Linked DNA regions of Sus scrofa: region 1 is linked to region 2. Evidence: chromatin contacts called from public HiChIP or PLAC-seq data. All regions are on one chromosome and are shown on one strand. The core of a region is the stretch at or near the end of the contact, and the rest is flanking DNA. Distances in the headings are between cores, read along the strand shown.

Region 1 (6,518 bases), core at 3,333-5,832, 52 kb after region 2:
AATGCATGGATAATGAATGTAGATAATAATATGTTACTGTAATTATGTAATGTAATAAATATCACATTGTCTACCATATTACAAAACACAAATGTATCAAAGTAACTCTGTAACCTTAAAATTATAGTGTTACATGTCAATTTTTTTTAATTAAAAAAAGAAGAGCAGGAATTCCCATTGTGGCTCAGCAGCAATGCACCATCCATGAGGATGTGGGTTCAGTTTCTGGTAGTGCTTGGTGGATTAAGGATCCAGTGTTGCGGTGAGCTGTGGTGTAGGTTGCAGACATGGCTTGGATCCTGCGTTGCTGTGGATATGGTGTAGGCTGGCAGCTGCAGCTCCAACTCCAATTTGACCCCTAGCCTAGGAACTTCTGTATGTGTGGCCCAGAAAAGAAAAAAAAAAAAAAAAAGCAAATTAAACCGAAAGAAAGAAAATGAAGGTAAAAGCAGTAAGTAGTTGATGAAGTATAAAACAGAAAAATCAATGAAATTGAAAGTTTTTTCAGATCAATAAAATTAATAAGCAAGTTTGATCAGGGGAAATATAAACACAAATTACTAATACCAGGAATAAGAGAAGGGATATCACTACTGATCCTATAGATGCTTAAAGGGTATTGAGAGGAGTTCCCACCTTGGCACAGTGAGTTAAGAATCTTACTGCAGTAGCTCGGGTCCTTGCAGAGGCTGGGGTTTGATCCCTGGCCTGGCACATAGTGGCTTAAAGGATCCAGCATTGAGGCAGCTGTGCAGCTCAGATTCAGTCCCTGGCCTAGGGATTTCCATTTACTGCAGGTGAGGCCATTAAAAAGTGGGGGAGGGCCAATAAGGGAATATTAGAACAACTATGCCAATACATTCAATATCTAAGATAAAATGAATGGCTTCCTTGAAAGACAAACTACTGAAGCTCACTTCAGAAGAAATTCAGAACCTCACTAGCCTTATATCTATTAAGAAAATGGAATTTGTAGTTAGAAACCTTCCCACAGAGAGAACTCCATGTCCGGATGGCTTTATGGGGTGAATTTTCCAACCCTGATGGGAGAAATATCAATTCTATACAGGCTCTTCCAGAAGATAGAAGAGGAGGGAACACTTGCCAAAATGTTCATTATTTTTAAATTCCACTAGCAGACATTTATATTCTGTTTGGTCTACATTTTTAAGTGTTTTCTGCACACACACACACACACACACACACACACACACCCCACTGCCATAGACCTATGAGGTAAGTAGGGCAAGTAGCTAACACCCTTCAAGTTAAGTGAACTGTCAAGTTCAACCTTTCAGTGATCTCCTTGGGATAGGACCCACATCTTATTCTTATTCATGATATTGCCGCTGTTAACAAGTTGCCCTTTTAGTAGCTTTTTTGTATTACTCTTTGGAGACCCTGCTAACCAGTGCTGACTTAATCAAGGAGACACTTAAAATCCTTAGTCCTTAAGTTGAGGACTGGGCTAGACTCAATGCCCATGCATTGCTTGGCAGCTACTAGGCCCTCAATAAATGTCCCAACCAATAACCAACCAATCAATTTTAGAGCAAAGAACAAAATTACTATATTAATCATCCTTTTGGCATAGGATCTGAATTGGGAGGATGGTTGGAAGCCAGACAAGAAGAGGCAGAAACATCTCACTTGGTTTAAGCAACATGTCAGAATGCTCAGTGGAAGAGCTGGGTGGTCTGACATTGGCCATCCCTTTGGCTGTTTATCTGATGGTGGCCTTTCTTTGCATTTAACTATCAATATATCTGAAGTGTAGAGCACACTTTTATGATATTGTGGTATAGTAATTCACACTTAAATGTCAATAGAGACACTTGCAAAGATGTACAAGGTTCAATAATTTCTGGTGTGGGTTTGTTTCTCCTGTCATCACCCATTATGTATTTTTTTACAGCTTTTAAATTGCCACGGAGAGGAATTGGTCAGGATCTTAACAGATGGCCAAGGAGCTGCCAAGGATACTGTTGTATAGGATGGGAAAAAGTTCAATACTGGCTTGATTTTATTTGTCTAAATTGTAGACTATGATTTCAGTGTAATTCATGTCACTAACACACCAAGGTAACGGCAAAGCACAAAATTATGCCATATGCTCTCTTTACCCCCTGAAGTTTTACAGTCTGAGATATCGTTCTTATTCCAATTGTATAAAAAGTCCTCTTTGGGGGGGGGTCAGGATATATTAATTAGATTTTAGCATATTGATTTAAAGTCTAATACCATCTCAACAGTAATATTAGAGATTTTTAGATATTTTAGTTTATGGTTATGCAAATTTGTATGTCTCCTGAGTCTCTGCTGAACAAAGACTCTGATAGAATATAAATTGTCTGGCATAGTAGAAGCTCTTCCTTAAAATAGAGGATTTGTTGAAATGACCTGATGGGGCCCTGGTAACCCTTAAGCTGCTGATGTCCAAAATGTGTACAAGCTAGATAAGCATAGTCTTTAATTTTATGGCTGTTTGGAAAATACCTTATGACCATAATTTTATTTGGGGGTGGACATTTCAGTTCTTTTTTAACCCTTCCATATTTTGTGAATATGACCTGCCAGAGTGGTATGTGAAAATTGAAGTTTCATGGTAATCTACTCAAATGTTGCTATTACCCATTTTTTCTTAAGACATCAAGAATTTGTATGTTACTGCTAAATATTCCAGTGAACCATACTTAAAACTTTTGAGCAGTTCTGAGAATTGCTGTAATACACTTTCATTTATATTTTTAGTGGTGGTCAGAGCTTGGAGGACAGTATAGCTAAGTGAAATTTATAAGGCAGCCTTTATCTCTATTTATAATCTATATGTTTTAATCTAAAAGAACAAATGTCTCTTTACTCCCTTGCTCGCTGGAGCAAGAGTCTTAGATAATCAACAAATAGGATACTTGGCCCCAGAATAATTCTGTGACTGGCTGAAACAGTGCCTTGGCCTGATTTTTAAAGAATCACAAACTGGAGCTGTGTTAGCCAAGGGAGAGCCTTTCCTCTTTCCACACTCCTCTCTATTAATAAAGTTTGTGTTGTCTGTTTGTGGCTTGTTAATGATAGGGGTGTTAACGACCACAGTTAATCTTCCTCCTCAACTCTTTCCTAATCCAGTCTCTTAAACAGACATTTAAAAAGCTTTTAACTCCTTTTGAATTGGGTGCTCATAGGCTTTTGGTGGAGGTGGAGTGATAGTTATCAGCTCATTTAACAAAACCTGAGACAGCCAGGACAGCTGTAATGTGCATCTCTATACTGTGTTTTTGTTAAAGTGCCACATGCCTAATACTTTGGAAATCATAAATCTAGTGGAAGAAAACATCTTTATAAAGGGTATTTTAGTTTTATGCTGTATGTATTACAAACCTAAAGCCAATGGTACTTGTAGATCCATAAAGAGCAAAGAACTTAGACCAGATTAAAATGGTTCTGTAAATTTAGTTTCTTTTCATCTGTTTTATTTTCTACAATATGGCTATAAAGAAGATGCCTTAAAGACAGTGTTGTAGCTGACACTTTAATCTTCATATAAGCCAACAGGTTTCATCAAGGGCCTTAGGGGAGAAATGGGAATTTATCAAGCCTGGACCAACTAAAGTCACCCATCATGGGCATATTTAATTAATAATGTGATAGGGACCTTTAATATGCCCTTGCTCTTTCCTGCTCTTTAGAATGGCTTTCTTTATAGAGGATTTTGCTTTCTTAGTGGCCTTGGAGAATTTATGTTAAATTTCTAAAATGGGAATTCCCTTTGTGGCTCAGTGGTTAACTAACCTGACTAGGATCCACAGGGATGCGGGTTCGATCCCTGGCTTTGTGCAGTGGGTTAAGGATCCAGCATTGCCGTGAGCTGTGGTGTAGGTTGCAGACACAGCTTGAATCCAGTGTTGCTGTGGCTGTGGCATAGTCCAACAGCTGTAGCTCCAATTCGACCCCTAGCCTGGGAACTTCCATATCCCAAAAAAACTCTAAAATGAAGAGAGCTCAGTGATTATATATTTTGACATTTTTAAACAATACAAAGAAAGCTTAGAGAAAGATATAGAATTATATGTGTATATATATCCATATGCTTTTGCTTGTATGTGCTACACCAAGATCTAAGAAAAGCCACGAGGACAGCTGGCATAGTGACTGGGGGGAGGGAAGAAAAAATTAGTGACTAGAGGGACTAGAGTGGAGCCTGAACTAGACAGAGCAGCGGGATACCAGAGATCCCATGTAGGTGGTTCTCTGCTTCTAGGATTGATTGGTTAATGCAAATAGCTAATCATCCCTCCATTCTTCTGGATTGCGCCAACTTTGTATAATGACCTTTCTGTAATTTCTGAGTACTGGCACTTTTACCATTTTTTCTTTTACCTTTATAATGTGTGGGTTTTTTTGTTTTGTTTTGTTTTGTTTTGTTTTTAATCCCTCTCTTTCTGCTTCACCTCCTCACCACCACCCCCCCTTTTTTTCTGGAAGATTCGTCTGTTAAAGAAGTTTCCTGTCATCACCTTGGAATGTGGGTTCTGACTGTGCCTGACCACAAAGCTTTTTGATGTTTGTCCAAGGCTGAATTCTCACCAGATCCCTGGTTTAGGTGTTTTCCCCCAGTGCTCTGAGGCCTATAAGGTGAATTTGCCTTGTGTCATTTATGTGAAGCGTTGGTGGACCCTGCCTGCTCTTTCTCATGATCTGATGGGCAGTTAAATTGCTGGACTGTCTATAGTTGTTGATGCCTTTACCAGAGAGTTCCTGTGTATGTTTAAGAAAAGGCTAAGAGTTGTTATGTCTGTACGACTAGAAACTTGAGAAGCTGCTCACCCTTTCCCATGGAGATTTCTACAAGGATAATAAGGTTGTGTGCAGAGGCTCAGCCCTTCTTCCTCTGTCATGGTATCAAGATTCTACCTTAATCACTCCATCATCCTGCCAGCCATGTCTCATTTCTCACACTGGAAAGCTCCCTCCTCCCAAGCTCAGCGTGAACCACCAGTCTCGATGCTTTATCTGGTCCAGGCACTAGCCCTTAAATTGTCCGTCTGGCTTTGTGTTTCATTTGACCCTAATACACTGGGTCACGCTGTCTAGAAGAGAATTATGTCCCCTCCGATGTCTGAGTGCATTTCTCATTTCTTACTGCTGCTCCTGAGCAGATCTGTAACTTCAAGGTTAAGATAAGACACATTCCATCAGAACTATGTCGTCATCCTTGCCAGCTTCTGATCTGTGACTGTCCAGGAGATTTACAAGACAATTGCATGCCATTCTTTACAGAATATTATGGTTGGACTCTGACTCTTGGCATCAGGCCCAATTTGATTTGTCAGCTGTTACAAAACCCATTTCCCAAAGAGAGAGGGATCTTAGCCTTGTGCCTTTTAGGCGGTTCTTAAGAGTGGGAAGGAAGGACTTGATCTGGCTCTTTATTTCCTGATTTTTTTTTTTCTTTTTTAGGGCCGTACCCACAGCTTATGGAGGTTCCCAGGCTAGGAGTCAAATAGGAGCTATAGCTGCCAGCCTACACTATAGCCACAGCAACTCGGGATCTGAGCCACGTCTGCGACCTACAGCTCACAGCAATGCTGGATCCTTAACCCACAGGGATCGAATCTGTGTCCTCATGGATACTAGTCAGATTCATTTCTGCTGAGCCACATCAGGAACTCCCTTTATTTCCTGATTTTTTTTAGGGAAAATTCAATTTATTGTTGAATTCACTTGTTTTAAGTGTTAATATTGCTGTCATTTTTTCCTATCCTTTATCCCTTCACAGAATTGCTGTTAGCCCTTTCATTCTGCTATCTCCAATGCCTGTCTTAGTTTCAAGGAATAAGAATTTTGCCCTTGGAGTTCCCGTCGTGGCGCAGTGGTTAACGAATCCGACTAGGAACCATGAGGTTTCGGGTTTGGTCATTGCCCTTGCTCAGTGGGTTAAGGATCCAGCGTTGCCGTGAGCTGTGGTGTAGGTTGCAGACGTGGCTTGGATCCCGTGTTGCTGTGGCTCTGGCGTAGGCCAGTGGCTACAGCTCCGATTCAACCCCTAGCCTGGGAACCTCCATATGCCACGGGAGCGGCCCAAAGAAATAGCAAAAAGACCAAAAAAAAAAAAAAAAAAAAAAAAGAAAAGAATTTTGTCCTTGAGGGAAAGAGTATCTGCCTTTTCTCTGAAGGTTATTAGTTTACCAGCACCTAGTTAACAAAGACACTGTTCTTCCTTGCTGTCTAACGAACATGTTGAACTGCAGGAGTTACTGCATGTGATATGATTTAATGGCTTAGGAATTTGGAAGGTCCCATTTTTCCTGCCTCTGTTGTATTAGGTCCTGTAATATTTTTTACAAAAGCTTCTCTTTGAAGGCCCTTTGGTTTCAATATAAACTTACTTTTTCTCTAGGAGATAGGCAATGGAGATTTATTTGGTCCATTTTAGTGATTCTGGGGTTAGAGCTAAAATTTATTTACTCACCATCACACATGGCAAGTTAATCACAGAATCACAACCCCGATCTAATTCTTGT
Region 2 (6,499 bases), core at 287-2,786:
TGAACCCATGCCACAGCAGTGACAACTCCAGGTCCTGCTGGGCCACTAGGGAACTCCCAAAAATTTCTCAAAACTTCCAAAGACACCAATTCCCTAGAATTTATCCCAGTCTGTTAAGGGGTTGACGGCTTAGTAAAGAAAATATCTTACTAAAAACTGATCAGATTTTAAAGCTTCCTACCTACACTTAACCAACCCATATAATCGGAAGGAATTATCATATCTTTGCATTTTGAAAGCAGGAAAATGAAACTTGTTATTCTCTTTTACCTGAAGAAGATCTGGATTAAAGAGAGCTGAAGGAGAAAACAACAAACAAAAAAGACAAAAAAGAGACCTAGAGTTTGACTCAATTAAGGAAGGAGCTAGGAGCTAAATACCTACACACACATATGTTAACATTCTCAAAATGCAAAATTAAGGGGGGAGGCATGCATTATTTTGAAAGAAATGCTCTGATTTAGTTCTAAAGAAGGGATAACAGTATTTTTTTTTTTTCTTTTTAAGGCCGCACCCTCGGCATATGGAAGTTCCTAGGCTAGGGGTCGAATCGGAGCCACAGCTGCCAGCCTACACCACAGCCACAGCAACGCCGGATCCTTAACCCACTGAGCAAGGCCAGGCCCTCATGGATGCTAGTCGGGTCGGTTAACCACTAAGCCACGAAGGGAACTCCCAGTTTTTCATTTGTTTTTGAGCAAGTAAAAAGGATCTCATGGACAAGGGAACTAACACAACCCTTCAGCCATCAAATTTTCATATAACCAGAGGAATAACTGGCATCCCAGATCCTACAATAAGAATCCCCAAAGTTTAAATAAGGAGGGAAAAGAAAAACAGAATAAGGAGTTTGGGAAAATATTCCATAATCCATGCTGACTTTACTAGGTATTCCAGAACTTTAATGGAATACTGATTCTTTATCATGACAAATCCATATAGTAGGAATTAAAAGGAAACCGAAGAAGAAAATAGTTTTTCCTGAAGGAATGTGACAGGGAATTGAATTATCAAGAGAGAGTCAAAATGTATCAGTTATCAAGAGGAGCGTGTGATGACAAACACCTGCACTCTATTCTTATAATTTCAGGCGAATCTGGAGATTTGGAGAAATTCAAATCAGGGTATTATCTACAACGCTCAGAATCAGGGAGAACCTGAAGGACCCCAATCCAGTACGCTTATGATCCTATGAGTCTTAAGGACTCCAAGGGCTTGCTCCCTTCAACTTTCCACCGACTCTGCCCTTTCCCCGGCACAGCTTCCTACTTTAAACTGAGGCTTTAACGACTGCACTAGGCCACATGTTTATTCCAGGGGAAGGCAAGAACGTTCGGTCCCCGAGGATTACCCGAACTCCCCTTTCTACCCCCTCCCACTCAGGTCGAATCCCGATTCGCGGCCCCTCGGGACATCATAGCCTCTCGGCTGCCCCTCTGGTTCCTACCAAAATCAGCGCCTCCATCTTGCCCCGCAGCTGGTGCCGACGTGGAGCCGCCAAGACAACGCCGCCGCTGATTGGCCTTACGTCCTTATTAGACCCCGCCCACCCTGCGGGCTATTGGACTTCCAGGTGTCAGCTATTGCTTTACTGACCAATCAGTTTACTAGCTTGCTTAGCGGAAGCAAGGTGTCCAGCCAGAAGGCGCAGATATTTGATTGTCAGTTTAAACACTCAATAAAACGACAAAACCTCACGACTGAATGGGGCGGGAAGGTCAGTGGGGCAGGGTTGTTTCCATGGGGAACAGAGGAAGCGATTATTAATTTCCAATTGGCTGGGCGGAGGGCACGTGATATCGTCGGCCGGATTTAGGAGCTTTAATTCGCACTTCCTTTAGGGGGCGCTGTGTCTCTTTAGCCCTTAACACTGGCAGCTCTTGGAATCCTACTCTGCTTCCCATTCCAGAGCCTCCATTAGGTCCTTGATGTCCACGGTTGCTTTGGCAAACCGTACTAGTACTAACTGTTCATTAGACTCAGATCTCTTCAGCATACTCACAGAAAGTCTGCACAGCCATAGAGTAAAGCCACAAGATGCCCAGGGTGTTAACTAGATAAACACCAAGGCCGCTGGGAGTTGATTGCCAGCAGTAACGATCTGCCTAAGGTGGAGTCCCAGACTTTGCTAGACCCAGGGAAGGACAAGAAGCCAGGAAGTTTCTAAAAGAGGATTTTCTTTTTTTCTTTTCTTTTTGTTTTGTTTTGTTTTTTAGGGCCGCACCCTAAATCCTTCATATGGAGATTCCCAAGGTAGGGGTCAAATCCGAGCTGTAGCTGCTGGCTTACGCCACAGCCACAGCAACGCAGGATCCGAGCCTCGTCTGCGACCTACACCACAGCTGACGGCAACACCAGATCCTTAACCCACTGAGCAAGGTCAGGGATGGAACATGCATCCTCATGGATACTAGTCGGGTTTGTTAACCACTGAGCCACCAAGAGAACTCCTAAGAGCACATTTTCTTTAGCCGGACATGAAACAGGATGTTAGAGCTTTGGAGACCAGCAAGGAAAGAGTAGGAGGGACAAAGGAATAAAGGATCCTGGATGAGGTTGGGTAGAGCGAGCAGGGTCTGCGGTTTTCCAGTAGGGACAAGCCCGTTGCAAAATGAGAAAAGAGAAGTTTACTGAATGCATGGATTTCACAATAGAGAAGGATTTTGATGAAGTTTAGCTTTCCCTTACTCCCCAGTTCCTTGGTCCCTGACCCCTGCTTAGGTCAGGGACACCTTCTGCTGCCTTATAAAATTCTCCAGAGGTTTTTGTGGGTGTTCCTACCCCCGCCACCACCACCACCACACACACACACACACTCATCTCTAACAATTATGTCTTTAGAAACTCTCCAAGAAGAACATCCAAACCTAGGAGTTTTTCCAATAATTTCAGAGTAGAGTAAGATGTCCTAAGAAAAAAGTATAGAACAATACAAAACAAACTACAGAGCTATGTTAGTACATATGCTATGAAGAAAGGCATATGATTTTCTGTTAAAGTCCCAGGGGACAAGCATCAAATCTGGAAGAAACAGGGCTTTAGCTTTTATCTGTTCCTATGGGGAATTATTCAAACATTTAGCATCCTGCCTGGCATCACAAGGTAGTCCTTGGCTTGGCAGTTTAATGATAATGCTAAAATTTACTTGGGAGTTCCCCTTATGGCTCCGTGGGTTAAGAATGCAACTAGTATCCTTGAGGTGGCAGGTTTGATCCCTGGCCTTGCTCAGTGGCTTAAGGAGCTGGTGTTGCAGCAAGCTCAAGCATAGGTCACAGATGCAGATTTGATCTGGTGTTACCGTGGTTGTGGCATAGGCTGGCAGCTGCAGCCCTAGAGAGAAAAAAGAAACATTTAGTGATCATTTATGATGTGCCAGGCACATGATAAATCTTTGAACACATTATTTTATATATATATATATATATATATATTTTTTTTTTTTTTGCTTTTTTTTAGGGCCTCACCTTAGGCATATGGAAGTTCCCAGGCTAGGGATCAAATTGGAGTTATAGCTGCCGGCCTATGCCACAGCTGCAGCAACTCAGGATCCAAGCTGAATCTGCGACCTACCCCATAGCTCATGACAATGCTGGATCCCCAACCCACTGAATGAGGCCAGGGATCGAACCTGAATCCTCATGGTTCCTAGTAGGATTCATTTCCACTGCACGAAAACAGGAACTTCCTAATGTATTTTTAGAAGTGTTATGAAGTAAATGGTTATTACTCTCATTTTAAAGATGACAGAAATGGAGTCCAGAACAGTTAAAGAATTTACTTAAGGCAATACAACTGTTCATTGATAACTATGCATTTGAGCATAGATGGTCTGGTTTTAAAAACACATTCTTGGAGTTCCCGTCGTGGCTCAGTGGTTAACACCCTGCTAGTATCCATGAGGACACAAGTTCGATCCCTGGCCTCGCTCAGTGGGTTAAGGATCCAGCATTGCCATGAGCTGTGGTGTAGGTTGCAGACGTGGCTCGGACCCCACATTGCTGTGGCTGTGGTATAGGCCACAGCTACAGCTCCGATTCAACCCCTGGCCTGGGAACCTCCATATGCCTCGAGTGTGGCCCTGAACAGACAAAACAAATAAATAAATAAATAATAAAAACACATACTTGGAGTTCCCATTGTGGCTCAGCAGTTTAAGAATCTGACTAATATCCATCCATGAGGATGCAAGTTTGATCTCTGGCCTTGCTCAGTGGATTAAGGACCTGGCATTGCCTTGTGCTGCTGCATAGTTTGTGGATTTGGCTCAGATCTGGTGTTGCTATGGCTGTGGTGTAGGTCAGCTGCTGCAGCTTTGATTCAACCCCTAGCCAAAGAACTCCCATATCCTGCAGGTGTGGCTTTAAAAAGAAAATAATAATAATTATTATTATTATAATTTAAAAAAAAATAAAAACACGTTCTTACTCATGATCCACTACTCTGACTTGTGGCTTCTCATGTATCCCAGTCCTGCCTGAAGTCCCCTTTACAAATCCAGATGTTCTGTAGGGATCCTGAGGAGGAAGACTGTGTGATGTGCTTGGGTTGTGGGAGGGGGTTGGCACCTCTTTCTTTATGGAGTAACTGACAATTTTTTTTTTTCGTCTTTTTAGAGCCACAACCATGGCATGTGGAGATTCCCAGGCCAGAGGTCAAATCAGAGCCGTGGCCACAGGCCTATGCCACAGCAACAGCAATGCCAGATCCAAGCCACATCCGTGACCTGTGCAGCAGCTTGCAGCAATGCTGGATCCTTTAACCCACTGGGCAAGGCCAGGGATCAAACCTGCATCTTCATGAATACTGGTCAGGTTCTTAACCAGTTGAGCCACAATGGGACCTCCAAGTAATTGAAAAATTTTCACAGTCAGCCATTGTTCCAGAAGATGGCTGGTTTTAAGCTCTTCTGCCTATTAAGTAACTGTGCTGTGGGAGAAGACAACTGGCTGGATGGGAGACTTTAGTTCTTGTTGTGACTTTTCCTTAATAAGAGGGAGAGGAGTTCCTGCTGTGACACATCGGGTCTGGAGTTGCCGCAGCTGTGGCAAAAGTCCCAGCTGCAGATCAGATTCCATCCCTCCCCTGGGAACTTCCACATGGCACATGCGCAGCCATAAAAAACAAACAAACAACAAAAAAGCAGTGGAAGTGTTGTGGCAAATTTGGTACCCTCTCTGGACTAGAGCTTCCACATTTTTGAAAATGGGAAACCTCAGACCAGAGCTTTCTAGGTCCTACCTAGTGTTTAAGTCCTATGGTCATTGCTGTTCTTGCTTTTGTCTCCTTTTTACCTGGAAAACCTTTAGGAACCAATCAAATGGATAATGCATGTTGCCCCACCCCCCAGTCTCTCTCTATATACTCATGATATAAAATCAGGTAGAAAAGGTTACAAACAATTTATTAAAAATATGTGGAGGGAGTTCCCGTCGTGGCGCAGTGGTTAACGAATCCGACTAGGAACCATGAGGTTGCGGGTTCGGTCCCTGCCCTTGCTCAGTGGGTTAACGATCCGGCGTTGCCGTGAGCTGTGGTGTAGGTTGCAGACGCGGCTCGGATCCCGCGTTGCTGTGGCTCTGGCGTAGGCTGGTGGCTACAGCTCCGATTCAACCCCTAGCCTGGGAACCTCCTTATGCCGCGGGAGCGGCCCAAGAAATAGCAACAACAACAAAAGACAAAAGACAAAAGAAAAAAAAAAAAAAAATATGTGGAGGAAAAAGATTTGAAGGAAATATGTGAAGATGTAACCAGTAGTTATTTTGAAATGCTAGGACATTTTTCAACGTTCCCATATTTTTCAGCTGTCCTAAAATGTATGGGAGCCTTTTTTTTTTTTGGCAGTGCACAGAGCATGTGGAAGTTCCCAGGACAGAAACTGAACCTGTGGCCACAGCAGTGACCCAAACTGCTGCAATAGCACCAGGTCCTTAACCCACTGTGCCACAGAACTCCTCTCCTCACTTTTTTTTCTTTTTTCTTTTTTTGCTTTTTAGAGCTGCACTCATAGCATATGGAAGTTCCCAGACTAGGGGTCAAATCGGAGCTACAGCTGCCAGCCTATACCACAGCCACAGCAACGCCAGATCCGAGTCGCATCTTCGACCTATGCCACAGCTCACGGCAACAGCGGATCCTTAACCCACGGAGCGAGGCCAGGGATTGAAACCACGTCTTCATGGACACTACGTCAGGTTCTTAACCCACTGAGCCACAAGGGGAACTCCCATTTTTAAAGCGTAAAATTCAGTGGCATTAAGTATATTCATATTGTTACACAACCATCATCACTGTTCATCTCCACAAACTTTATCAAAACTAAAACTCCGTACCCATTAAACAAAGACTCCCCATTCTCCCCTCCCCCAGCCTTTGGTAAGCACTATTCAACTTTCTGTCTCTGTGAATTTGACCATTCTAGTACTTTATATAAGTGAAATCATATAATTTTGTCCTTTTGTGTCTGGCTTATTTCACTTAATGTAATGTCTTCACGGTTGTG

What was found. HiChIP or PLAC-seq counts read pairs in DNA pulled down with a chosen protein or histone mark.
Region 1: an H3K27ac HiChIP or PLAC-seq map of skeletal muscle shows a contact between it and region 2. The contact joins the enhancer-like site here to the promoter of COPZ1 in region 2. A contact is called at or near these places in 24 of 47 Hi-C or Micro-C datasets (adipose tissue, alveolar macrophages, blood and 14 more) and 2 of 2 datasets of contacts at active chromatin or transcription factors (alveolar macrophages and skeletal muscle).

The regions. Positions count from the first base shown.
Region 1 is chr5:19,469,020-19,475,537 of Sscrofa11.1, reverse strand. The region is part of intron 1 of CBX5 (chromobox protein homolog 5); the gene reads left to right. Among named protein-coding and RNA genes, the nearest start is that of CBX5, 12 kb to the left of the region's middle. Within about 2 kb of position 4,582, at least 38 of the 83 cell types and tissues checked have an H3K27ac peak or open chromatin away from gene starts, as enhancers often do. A contact at or near this core is called in fetal skeletal muscle, omental adipose tissue, retroperitoneal adipose tissue and 2 more, where this site is marked.
Region 2 is chr5:19,517,604-19,524,102 of Sscrofa11.1, reverse strand. COPZ1 (coatomer subunit zeta-1) reads right to left here and starts at 1,536. Exons shown (of 9, transcript XM_001927549.5): 1 at 1,448-1,536. The coding sequence starts at 1,465.